Regions from separate parts of the Mus musculus genome. Here all the other regions are linked to region 3. A link is a contact called in public HiChIP or PLAC-seq data. All regions are on one chromosome and are shown on one strand. The core of a region is the stretch at or near the end of the contact, and the rest is flanking DNA. Distances in the headings are between cores, read along the strand shown.

The links. HiChIP or PLAC-seq counts read pairs in DNA pulled down with a chosen protein or histone mark.
Region 1: a contact with region 3 is called in an HNF4G HiChIP or PLAC-seq map of pancreatic cancer cells. The contact joins the promoter of Ywhah here to the promoter of Fgfr3 in region 3.
Region 2: an HNF4G HiChIP or PLAC-seq map of pancreatic cancer cells shows a contact between it and region 3. The contact joins the promoter of Add1 here to the promoter of Fgfr3 in region 3. A contact is called at or near these places in 1 of 39 promoter capture datasets (neural stem cells) and 3 of 115 datasets of contacts at active chromatin or transcription factors (astrocytes, pancreatic cancer cells and stem cell-derived neural progenitor cells).

Annotation. Positions count from the first base shown.
Region 1 is chr5:33,016,573-33,020,415 of GRCm38.p6, forward strand. Ywhah (tyrosine 3-monooxygenase/tryptophan 5-monooxygenase activation protein, eta polypeptide) reads left to right here and starts at 2,244. Exons shown (of 2, transcript NM_011738.2): 1 at 2,244-2,582. The coding sequence starts at 2,496.
Region 2 is chr5:34,571,336-34,575,007 of GRCm38.p6, forward strand. It overlaps Add1 (adducin 1 (alpha)), which reads left to right and starts at 2,329. Exons shown (of 16, transcript NM_001331082.1): 1 at 2,329-2,578. Mir7036b (microRNA 7036b) reads left to right here and starts at 2,816; the gene lies at 2,816-2,878.
Region 3 is chr5:33,719,726-33,723,629 of GRCm38.p6, forward strand. Fgfr3 (fibroblast growth factor receptor 3) reads left to right here and starts at 1,999. Exons shown (of 18, transcript NM_008010.5): 1 at 1,999-2,203; 2 at 2,581-2,786. The coding sequence starts at 2,684. RefSeq lists promoters at 1,844-2,684, 1,844-2,048 and enhancers at 2,204-2,580, 2,411-2,469.

The DNA.
Region 1 (3,843 bases), core at 994-3,493, 700 kb before region 3:
ACACCTATCTTTAGGAGCAGGCCTGGCTTTACCTCTTGCCATGCTGTTAGATTTTCCAAAGCCCCCAGACTTTCAGAGCTAGAAAGTTGAGGTCAGGACCTCAGGGCCATACCCACCCGCCCTGGCACTCCATCTTTACAGAAGGCTAACTGTCCACCAATGAGACTGTGATGGGTGCTCACAAAGCCCGAGGAATCCGCTTGCCTCTACCTCCCCAGCACTGGGACTCAAGCATGTTTCACCACACCTGACTGGCTTCTTACCACTCCAGGCTTGTGCAGAGGGCACTTTCCCTCCCCGGAGCTCTGCCTCCAGCACTGAGCACCGGCTACATGCTCAATACTGCAGTAACCCCAGCAAAGGTGCAACTGGCTCATGCCAGGCTCAAAAACTGAGGTTTGCTGGAACTCGGGGCACGTGCCCGCAACCTGGGAACTCCAGGGGGGATGGTAGGAGAATCACAAGTTTGAGGCCAGCCTGGACTACATGTGAGACTGTTTCAATGTAACAACAACAAACTTTCAAATAAATAAGGACCTGGCAGCCATGAGCTGGGATTTGAGTGGTTAGAAGGTCCCCATCTGTTAAGTTTCACCATATTTGAAGAGCCACCTCTACTAACACAAATCCTGGTTAACAAACCAGGCTAATATTTCCCCTAACAAGTATCTTAAGTGTGTGACTGTGTGACAGTGACAGGTGATATGGGGGTGGCGCATGCATATATATATATATATATATATATATATATATATATATATATACACACACACACACACACACACACACATATATATATCATAGCTGGGTGTGGTGGCGCACACCTTTAATCCCAGCACTCGGGAGGCAGAGGCAGGCGGATTTCTGAGTTCGAGGCCAGCCTGGTCTACAGAGTGAGTTCCAGGACAGCCAGGGCTACACAGAGAAACCCTGTCTCAAAAAACAAAACCAACAAAAACAAAAACAAAAACATGGCTCCTGAGCAGTCTTCAACATGAGCACACACACACACACTCCTCAGTGAACCTAAGGCCCCTTCTTCTGTGCTACAGTGGGCTAGATTTTTCTTATGTGTGTGCATGGCTTCTCTTTGTGTAACAGCCGTGTGTGTGTGTGTGTGTGTGTGTGTGTGTGTGTTTCAGACAGGATTTCTCTGTGTATCCCTGACTGGCCTAGAACTCAGAGATATGCCTGCCTGTTCCTTTGTTTCCTGGCTACTAGGATTAAAGACATGTTCCACCATGCCAGACTGTTTTGTTTTAATTGCACTTTTTCTAGCTTGAGGTCCAACCCAGGGACCTTTAGCACAGAACGACAGGAGCGGTGAAGGCTTAGTGTCCAGTCCATCGCCACAGAAATCCAAGAAGACACTGAAATTAGATTTTGGCCCCTCCACAAATAGGATATGTCACCTTGCCTTGAATTTTTGTTCCTTCTTCCACTGAGCATCAGGCCCTCCAGGCCAACACTGCACCTCTGACCTATAATCACTAATTCCCTAAAAAGATTTGAACCAGGCTAAGTCGACCCTGATAGTTGCCAACTTTTGGTTTTCCTAGGTTTACCAGGGTTGTAGATTGCACTTCTGCTTTGAAGAATGGGGGACCTGCTGAGCCTTTCCCGGAGTGGTTGTATGAAATAGGTTAGTGCTAGTCAAGGCCCAACAGTAAGTCAGGTCCCCGTAGGTATGTCCTGAACGCTACTCCGCTCTGCCAAGTTCCCTATCCCTTCCTGTGCAAGCCAGAGCTGGCCCAAGGTCAGTTTTAAGGATGGCACTACCCTGCAGTATTGTGGATTCTAGTGTGTCTGTGAGGGGCTGTCCCAAAGGGCAGGACCCACCCCACGCCGCTGACAGAGCTGACCGCTTGCTGGAGGTGGCAACACCCAACAAAGCCGCCCCTCGGTCCGGGGCGCCTCGGCTTTTCCATACAGGGTTATCTGCGGGTATCTGCTTCTCAAGCCCGAGCTCTATCATGGGTTCTGTAGCGTTTTCCTGGCCAGGGCTGCGACAACGCCTGCCTGCGGAACCACCATCGCCGCGCCCCAGCCGCTCCCCACCCTCCAACGCTGCGGCGGTAAACTGCAGTACTCCTAAGGCGCCTGCGCAGCTCTCCAGCGCGGCCCTCGCCGCGGCTATTTATAGTAGGTGACGTCACCTTAAAAAGACCGTTAGGGCTGGGCCGCCCCGCCCCCTCCCGTAGCTCGGCGGGCTGATCCGAGTGCGCAGGCGTGGTCGCGTCCTCCCCGCCCGCCCGCCCGCCCGCGGCGCCCCCTATCCTCTCTCGGCGGCTCCGCGGCGCTCGCCACAGCGCGTGCAGCCAGCCAGCGAGAAGGCGCGAGCGGCGGCGCAGCCTGCAGCCTCCCGCCAGCCGGCGAGCCAGTGCGCGTGCGCGGTAGCGGCCTCGGCGGCGACCGGGAAGCGGACGGGCGGGCGAGCGAGCGAGCGAGTGAGCAGGCGGTGTGGGCGTGCGAGGCGAGGCCGAGTCGCGAGCGACATGGGGGATCGAGAGCAGCTGCTGCAGCGGGCGCGACTGGCGGAGCAGGCGGAGCGCTACGACGATATGGCCTCCGCCATGAAGGCGGTGAGCGCGCTGGGGAGCCGGGCGGCCGGGGGCTGCGGGGCGGGGCGGCCCGAGCCTGGGCGGCGGCTCTCTCCCTACGCGCCGCCACCTTTTGGGCGCGGCGGCCGCTGGACTCTCCGTTTCCTGCGGCCTGGCCGGGGCGGGGTCTCCCCGGGAGGCCTCTCGGTGGCTGGCGGGCGGGGGTCGCCGTGTCCTAGCGCAGAGCCCCGGTGGGGGAGGGGGTGCCCGAGGAAAGGAGGAAGTCGCGTTCCTGCTTCTAGACCCTTCTGCCGGACCTGGGCGAAAGGCGCTTTCCTTCCACCATTCACCCACTTGTAATAAAGGCTCATCCGCGAGTGGAGACCCATCTCCTGGTTTTCTCTACTACGACCGGTTTGGTTTGCTTGTCTGAAGTTGTTTTTTTCCCCCACTTTCCACACCTCGGGTCTGGCTTTGTGTGGGAAGACCCCTTTCCAGCAGTCCTGGGCGTGAAGGAGGGTGTGGGTCCCTGCATACATCCCAACGGTCCATGCTGCGTGCCTTCCTGGAGATGAAATGAAAACGAAGCAACCCTGGGGGCCTTTGCATTCCTGAGACCCTCAGAGATGGATTCTGGAGCTTGATTTCCGGTAAAGGAGACCTGCCCAGCCACACCCTAGTCAATAGCTTAGCCTAGAGCCTACCTGCCTACCCAAGACTTTGGAGTTCTGTTACCACATCACTATAGACAACTCTTCACATCATCCTGGGTTTTTTCTAAAAGAATATTTCTTGTCAAGGTCACACAGTGGCAGAATTACAACTGTGGCCACCTAGCTCTTAAGACTAGGGAGAAAATTTCCTTGGATTCCACCTTAGACTTCTAAATACATAAACATTTTTGAGGGTGAGACCCAGAAATCTGCATTTTAGCAGCCCTTGGGCAGTTTTTAGCTGACCTAAGTATTAACTGCCCTGAATTGTAGCTCATATGACCTATGGCTAGTCTTTGAAAGGCTTTCTTAAACCCACATACTCCATACACATTTAATTTGGAAATTGTATTTTGATACTACATGAAATAGAAAATTGAGGCCAACATTTAGGATTTTCTCAGGTAAGAACAATAATCAAGTTAGCTTTCCTCCAGGGTCCTTGTACACATTCAGCAGGATGTCTCTGGAATCCAGCAACATCACAGGCAGGCCATTTGTTGATTCCTTGGTGATACTGATTTCAGCATTATGGTATGCTTTTCTGGTTAGAAGCATTCATTTATACCAGGGAACATTCTAGGTTTGGG
Region 2 (3,672 bases), core at 1,079-3,578, 850 kb after region 3:
GCTACATGAGATCCCAAGCACCCAGTGTAGTCGCCAGCCAGCCATTAAAGACTTTGTATTGACTTAAACCTATGTCCAAGCAGCGTTCTCTGGTGAATACACATGGTTGTGACATGCAGAATCCTTATATGTAGCACACATGGACTAGGAGACAGTGGATTACAGTAGTGAGGAGCATGGGGTCTGGGGGCAGTATCTCTGGTTCTGGTTGAACCCACTTCAGGGCTCAGTAGCATTTAGAAGTGACTTAACCGGGTTCCTTTTTCCTTTTGTGTATATGTATGAATGTGATATATGTATGTTGGGTATATGTGTACACATGTGCAGAGGCCAGGCCATCAGGTGTTTTTCTTTATCAGTCTTTGCCTTTAGTCCCTTGAGACAGGGTGTCTCACTGAACCTAGAGCTAGTGTGGCAGCCAGCAGGCCCCAGTAATCCCCATCTCCACCCTTAATAGCCGGGTTACAGGGGTGCATGGCCATGCCCTGCTTTTTACGAGTGCTGGGGCCTGAAACTAAGGTCCTCATGCTTGAGCAACAAGTGCCCTTACCTCCTGAGCCATCTCCCCTACTTGAGTTCCTTGAATTTTTGACTTTAAATTTTCAAATATTTCTGCCCTTTCACCCCCTATGAAGTCCTACATCTCCTTCGTATGCTGTTCAATCTTGCCCAGTTTCTTTATGCTGTGCATTTGCCCTGTGTCTTCAAGTTAAGAAATCACTTCTTTTGAGGACAAATTGTCTCCTAACCCCATTCAGTGTTTTGTCACACTGTGGATTTTTTTCATCTGTACATGTCTGATTTCATTTTTATATCTTATTTGAGAGCAGGTGCCCACAGAGTACAGAGGAGTGTGTTGGATCTCTTGTAGCTGGACTTATAGGCAACATTTCTAAACTTTTATATCTCTATATATTTCATTTTTAATCACTCAACCCTCTCTCCAGTTAAAGTAGGGGCTTATGGAGGGCAGGTGATTAATGGAGTTTTGACTGATGTCCGACTCACAGTAGGTCCAATAGGTCCCCGGACACATCCTGTGGTGATTTCCCCAGTTCCAGAATGTATAATTGGGATAGATATACTCAGAAATTGGCAGAATTCTCATATTGGTTCCCTGAACTGTAGAGTGAGGGCTATTATGGTTGGAAAGGCCAAATGGAAGCCTTTAGAGTTGCCTCTGCCAAAGAAAATAGTGAATCAAAAACAGTATCGTATTCCTGGAGGAATTGCAGAAATTACTGCCACTATCAAGGACTTGAAAGATGCAGGGGTGGTGGTTCCCACCACATCTCCGTTTAACTCTCCTATCTGGCCAGTGCAGAAAACAGATGGATCATGGAGAATGACAGTTGATTATCGAAAACTCTCTCTCTTCAGCAAACTTTCACTGGCATTAGACTTGTTGCTGGGTGCTGGAGGATGTCAGAAAAGTCATCTGAGAACAGTCAACATGTAGGGCAAATGTTCCTAGGACAGAGGGTACTGACTGGAATCCACAACCTCTCTGACCCTTATGGGGTCAAACTCAGAGCTCTTGCTGTGAGGATCGGTTTGTTTTTGTTTTTTGAGACAGGGTTTCTCCGTGTATGTAGCCCTGACTGTCCTGGAACTCACTTTGTAGACCAGGCTGGCCTCGAACTCAGAATCCACCTGCCTCTGCCTCCCAAGTGCTGGGATTAAAGGCGTGCGCCACCACGCCTGGCTGAGGAGAGGCTTGGATACACACTTCTGTCACTTGAGCCAGGCTCGAGGCTTCAACCTTTAATGGTTTGAAGGGAACCAGGAGCGGGACCCCTTTGTTTCCTTTGGGTCTTTTAGGATTCAGTTGACAGGAGAGACAGTAGGGACTTGATCCTTAGGTTAGTTTACCAGGTCGCTGCCAGGTGGACTGGTTCTGCCAAGGCCTCACCTAGCCTCATTCCCTGCCTCTGAAGAGGCCTCGGTGTTTGTTAATCCACTGTCATCCGGCGGGCCCTTCCTGTCTGTGGAGCTTTATCAGAGCACACACAGACATCTCAGTCCTGACTCCACCCTGATTGACAGCCCAGTCTCCCAAACTGCCTACTGATCTTCTCGCCTGAAGCGCACCTAGACCGTGTCCGTTCGCAGTCAGTTTGTGGGTCTGACCGTCTCAGTGGGAGAACTAGCGTTCCTGTGAGCAGGTGCACCAGCCCGCCGTCCCGGACGCAGCCAAAGCGACCCCTAATCCCACTGTGACACCGCCTTCAGCCGGAGGCCGGAGTCTACCCTTCTCTCCGCCTCCCAGGGCCCCGCCCTTCTCCGGGCCTGCCCCTTGCTTAAGATTGACCAATAACAGAGAGTAGTGCTGGACGGCGGTAGGGCGTTCAGACCAATGGGGCTGTGCATTGTTGGGCCGCAGCGCCGCAGGCCGCACCCAGCTTGGCGGCGGGGGCGAGTAGAGGGGTGAGGGTTGAGGGCGGGAGAGGACGAGGGCTGCTGCAGGCGGCGGGGGGTGCGCGGCAGCCAGGGGGCGGAGCCCAGCGCGAGCCGCAGGCGAGGCGGCGGCCGCACTCGGACCCGGGAAGCCGTGCTCTCTCCCCGATTCTCCGCGGAGGTGAGGCCCGGGAGCGCGGCGAGGTCTCCGGGGCCCCCAGCGGGCGTAGGGCAGGGGCGGCGGTGCTGGGCGGGCAGGGCAGGGCTGGGCAGGGCCCGGGGCCTCTGGGGCGCCTCTGGTGCGCTGAGGAGGGCGCGGCTAGGTCGCTGCGGCGCGGGGTGCCCGGGGTCTAGGTGCTTGCCTCCGAGTGCGGGGGCGAGGACACTGCATCGTCGCTTCCCAGGATGGCCCGGACGGACGCGGGGTTCTCTGTGGAAGCGGCTTGCTCGGCTCTGAGCTTCCTGGTGGGCCTCGGGGTCCTCCCGGGTCAGCATTGTGCTAATGGTGGCTCCAAATGCTGGTCACTGCAGAGATTGTGGAAAGGTGCATCTGGGTTCCGCTTGTCGGCTCTTTTAAAAACTGACACCTTCTGCCCCAAGAGAAAAAAGCCAGCTCTGTCCACGGATGGTAGTAATGAGGTGGTCGTGGAACTTCCTGGAGATGGGGCTTGCCTTTCCTCTCTGTTTTATCGTTCAGACCTCTTCCTAAAAACACTTCGTTTTTATAATTCAGTTCCTGGTTCAAGGTATTTGGTAGATGAGTTGTGTTTGTTTTATGCACACCCATCTTAAAAATAAATATTTTGGTTCACCTGAAACTGCTGTTGTTTTGACCATGATTTTAGGCCTAACGTTGTTAAACTCCCAAAGACCAAGAACAAAGCTAAAATCTGTCTATGCATAACTGCTCAAGAATTTCAGAGAGATTGTGTGTTTGTCAAAAGTGGGTTGAAATCTCAGTCGGGATAGGAACTAGATTGCTAAGGGATCCGCTATGTCTCCTTTGCAAGCAAGCTGGGAGTCGTGGGTGGACTCAACAGGCTCCAGAGAGGAAGGAGGTTGCAGGTCGGAGGTGAGTTTTATGCGGGTGGGATTCTAAAAATCGCAGTCTTTAATTAAAGCCAGTGACGTAGGGATCACATTTTAATTCTAAAACTTTGCTATGCTTCGTCAATTCGCAGCCCAGAATGGTCTGGAACTGAAAATTTCTGCCTCTGCCCCTAGTTCTAGGATTACCTTGAGGTTGACACCACACCCTGATAGTAAAGTTGTTTT
Region 3 (3,904 bases), core at 749-3,248:
CAGGAAGAAGCCTACTCAGGGCCCACAGCCAGCCCAACTTGACCTCAGACTTCTGTTGTCCTGAATTGAAAAAGTAAATTTAAGACAACCAGATTTTAATCTGGAAGTCGGCTCAATACAGGAATACAAGTTGTAGCCGGGCGTGGTAGCCCACGCCTTTAATCCCAGCACTCGGGAGGCAGAGGCAGGCGGATTTCTGAGTTCAAGGTCTGCCTGGTCTACAAAGTGAGTTTCAGGACAGCCAGGGCTACAGAGAAACCCTGTCTCGAAAAACCAAAAAAAAAAAAAAAAAAAAAAAAGGAATACAAGTTGTGAATAGTTGTGAACACCACACAGCTCATTTTTAATGAAGGGGGCTGATTCCCCCCCCCCCACTGCTGCAGTTGAGCAGGGGTCTACAAGAGCTGGCCAGTGTAAGGCCACAGGGTTGGGGGAGGATCAGAGGAGTGGGAGTACCCTGCTTAGAGTCCTCTTTCCTGCATGTGTAGCCCATTGGAAAACAAGGTAGCTTGAGAGAGATGGTCTGTTGGGCCATGGGGTTCAGAGAACAACCAACACTGGCCTGAGATTCCTGACTGGGTATTTCTAACAAGGAGGTCATCTCAGAAATAAAGAAGTATTGCTGTTTGGATGGATGCTCAGCTCCCAGTTACAGAGTGTGGAGGGTTCTGATAAATCCTCCAGACGAAGGGCGTGGAAATAGGGGTCAGAGCTCACATTCTGGTTCATTTACTGATAACTAATCTGCCAATAGATTAGGGGAGAATGTCTGCTATGACCCCCTGGGGTGGCATCCTGGGAGAGGACCTGTGGGCAGCTGCCTGGGGGTGCCATGGGAACCCAGGACTGGATTCTAGCCAGTCTGCAGGGAGGGGTCCTTGGCCAGAGCAGGAGTAACAGTAGGCAGAGCTGCCCAGCTCTAGGGTGGACACACAGGGATGAGAGCATGAGGGTTCTGGGGCCAGGGCTTTCCCTGCTCAGCTATCTGGGAAAGATAAGGGTGATGAGTAAGCCAGTGAAAGGTGTTCGTAACCCACGAGCCATTCCCCCCCCCACCCCCCCCATGAGCAGTTTTAAGTTCTTCAAGCCACATACAGCCAGACTGGGCAGAAGCACTGAGCCAGGTCCCCATGTATCTGGCTCCCATAGGCTTCATCAGACCTTGTGGAACTTGTCTGAAAGTGAGACAAGGTTCCCTGCCTTGTGAGGGTAGAGAGGCCATCAGTCACAGGGTGGTTGCTGTTACAGAAGTTCTGCCAGGCAGGACCTACAGCTTGCCAGCATGATGGGGTGACCAGGCTGATCCTCCAGGGACCAGCTGTCATTGTGACACTCCCCAGATGGAATGTGTCCCACATGATGGGCGTGCTGTGCTAGGACATCCATAGGTTGGAGTTCAGGCAGCCTTAGGGTAGGGCAGGCTCCCCTGCTTTGTATCCCCAGCTCTTCTCGCTATTCCGAGAGGCTGGGTAAGTTTCTTCCAAAACCTGTGTGTTCTTGGGGAAGTGTGGACATCGTTCCTGAGCAGGATGCAGGCAGCTGGTTAGTTTGATAAATACAGCAGCGTGTCCGTCTTTTCTAGGGTGCAATCCCTGGGTCTTTCATCATGTAAACTCTGCTCCATCCTTCACTGGAAGACCTGTTCACACGTATTTGTATTTGTCTTCCTGGAACTGTCAGGCTTTGTACCTGAGGATTTAGTGCTCTTTGCACAGGGTTCATTCAGCTCAGGGGGCCAGTTCACTGTGAAGACGCCCTAACACCTAGACCCCCACCGAAGTCAACCTTCTGAGCCCTTGAGCACAGCTTTATTGGAGGGAGAAGCGTGCTGGTAGACAGTCCTGAGCTCGGCATTGCTTCAAGGGGTCGAGCGTGCGACCCTTGCCTCGCCTGCTCCGCCCCAGCTGGGCTCCCACGCCCTCTGGGACCGCCCGGCGCCCCCGCCTGACCACGCCTCTTCGGATCTCCCGCCCCCTGGCCGCCGGGGAAGGGGAGTGTTCGGGGCGTGGCGGGAGCACCCCCCAACCCCCGCCCGGGCTGCTGCGCGCCGGGCAGCCCCAGTTCAGTGCACTGTGGCAGCGGGGGTGGCGGGAGCAGCTGGCGCCGTGCGATCCACTCCGGCGGGGGGACTCAGTGGTGGGCGGCCGGCCACTGGGACAGAGGAGACCCTGGAAAAGCGGGCCGAGAGACGGAGCCGCGCGTGGTGAGTTGGGCTCTAGCGGCCGCCAGGTTAGTGTGAAGGACTCGGCTGGCACTCGGAGGTTCCGGGCGGGCTCAGAAGCAGTCAGGGGGTGAGATATGCGGGAAGTGGAGCGGTTCGTAAGTGCGGCGAGGCCGGGGCAAGGCGCGGGCTTCCCGCTCTGGAAAGTTTGCGGCTACTGCCTCCGTCCTGGGAGGGCTCTGCGGCAACCAGGGAGGGAAGGAGGAGGGAGGAACCGCGGCTGGGAGGAGGCGGCCGGCGCCAGGCAGCCCGGGAGAGAGCTAGGAGTCGGCGGGCGGGGCGGCCGGGGGTCGGGGTTCAGGAGCGAGGCCGCGCTTCCCCGCTGCCCTCCGGAGTAACTCAGTGCTCTCCTCCTGTAGTCTCCACAGAGGCGTTCTCCCACCGGCGCCGGAGCCGGGCGTGGGGGGTTGCAGCATGCCCGCGCGCGCTGCTTGAGGACGCCGCGGCCCCCGCTCTGGAGCCATGGTAGTCCCGGCCTGCGTGCTAGTGTTCTGCGTGGCGGTCGTGGCTGGAGCTACTTCCGAGCCTCCTGGTCCAGAGCAGCGAGTTGTGCGGAGAGCGGCAGGTAAGGACTGACCCAAGGTGTTCTTCTGGGGGCCGGCCCTGAATCACAGGGGCTTTGGCAATGGTGAACAGCCCTTGGGTGAGGAAGGGGCGTCGGGTTGATTAGCACCACAGGGGCTAGTGCGCCGAGGTTTGTCCCCTGCCCCGCAGATCGCTGTCAGCTCGGACGCGGCAGTTTATAGGGGTGTCTGTAGGCTGGGAGCCACCACCCAAGTGCGAGGCGTCACGTGGACCGGTGCCCGTGACGGTGGTCCCAGGCAGAGGGGCGTTGGGAAGGCGCGCGAGCTGACTTCCCACGATTCCTATTGTTGCTTCTCGAATTTGAGAGGAGGAAAAATGCCTGTTATTGATTCAGCCGTTCTCCCGGAACAGTTCTTCCTCTGCTTCAGCTAAAGGAAGGCTGGACGTTGCGGGGTGGATAGTAGTATCCCAGCCAAAGCTCAGCTTCAGGGTTTCGCATGACAAGGTGACAGCTTCAGTGCGGCTGCTCCCCTCTTATCCTGTAGGCGGCCTGAGGGGTCGGTTCCCAGGGGCGCGCACAGACTGCCCTTCAGGCCGCACGCTGGGAGATGAGGGGCGGTTGTCCCAGGATCTTGGCGCCGCCTAGGTAGTCCCGCTGGCCACCAAAGTCCGATGGGACACTTGAATGCCCTCAAACGGGGCCCGGAGGCCAAGGATGCGAAAGGGAGCCACGGTCCGCTCTGCGTCCCTTGGTTGCCCGGAGGTGCGACGCGCGCGGCCCCCGGCTGTGCCCGGTGGCAGCGTGGCAAAGCAGAGCAGCGGTCTGGCGGGAGGCCGCGCGAAGGGAGGCTTTCGCTCGGTAAGTTGTCGCCCCACCCGAGCTGAGGCCCGAACAGCCGCTCCTTTGTACCTCGGCGGCCACAAACCGCGCATTGATGGCGGCGCGGCCTCTCGGGGAGGTGCGAGTGCGGCGGGCGCAGCGGGAGGAGGCAGATGGCGGTGTGCCCCTCCCGGCGCCCCCGCGCCCCTCTCTCCAGCGGCTGCAGCCTCCTGGAACAATGTCATTTTCTTTCTTTCTTTCTTTCTTTCTTTTTTTTTATGAATGAAAGTGGGCCGGGAACTTGAATGTGCGTGTCTTTCAGCGGCGTGACAGAGGCG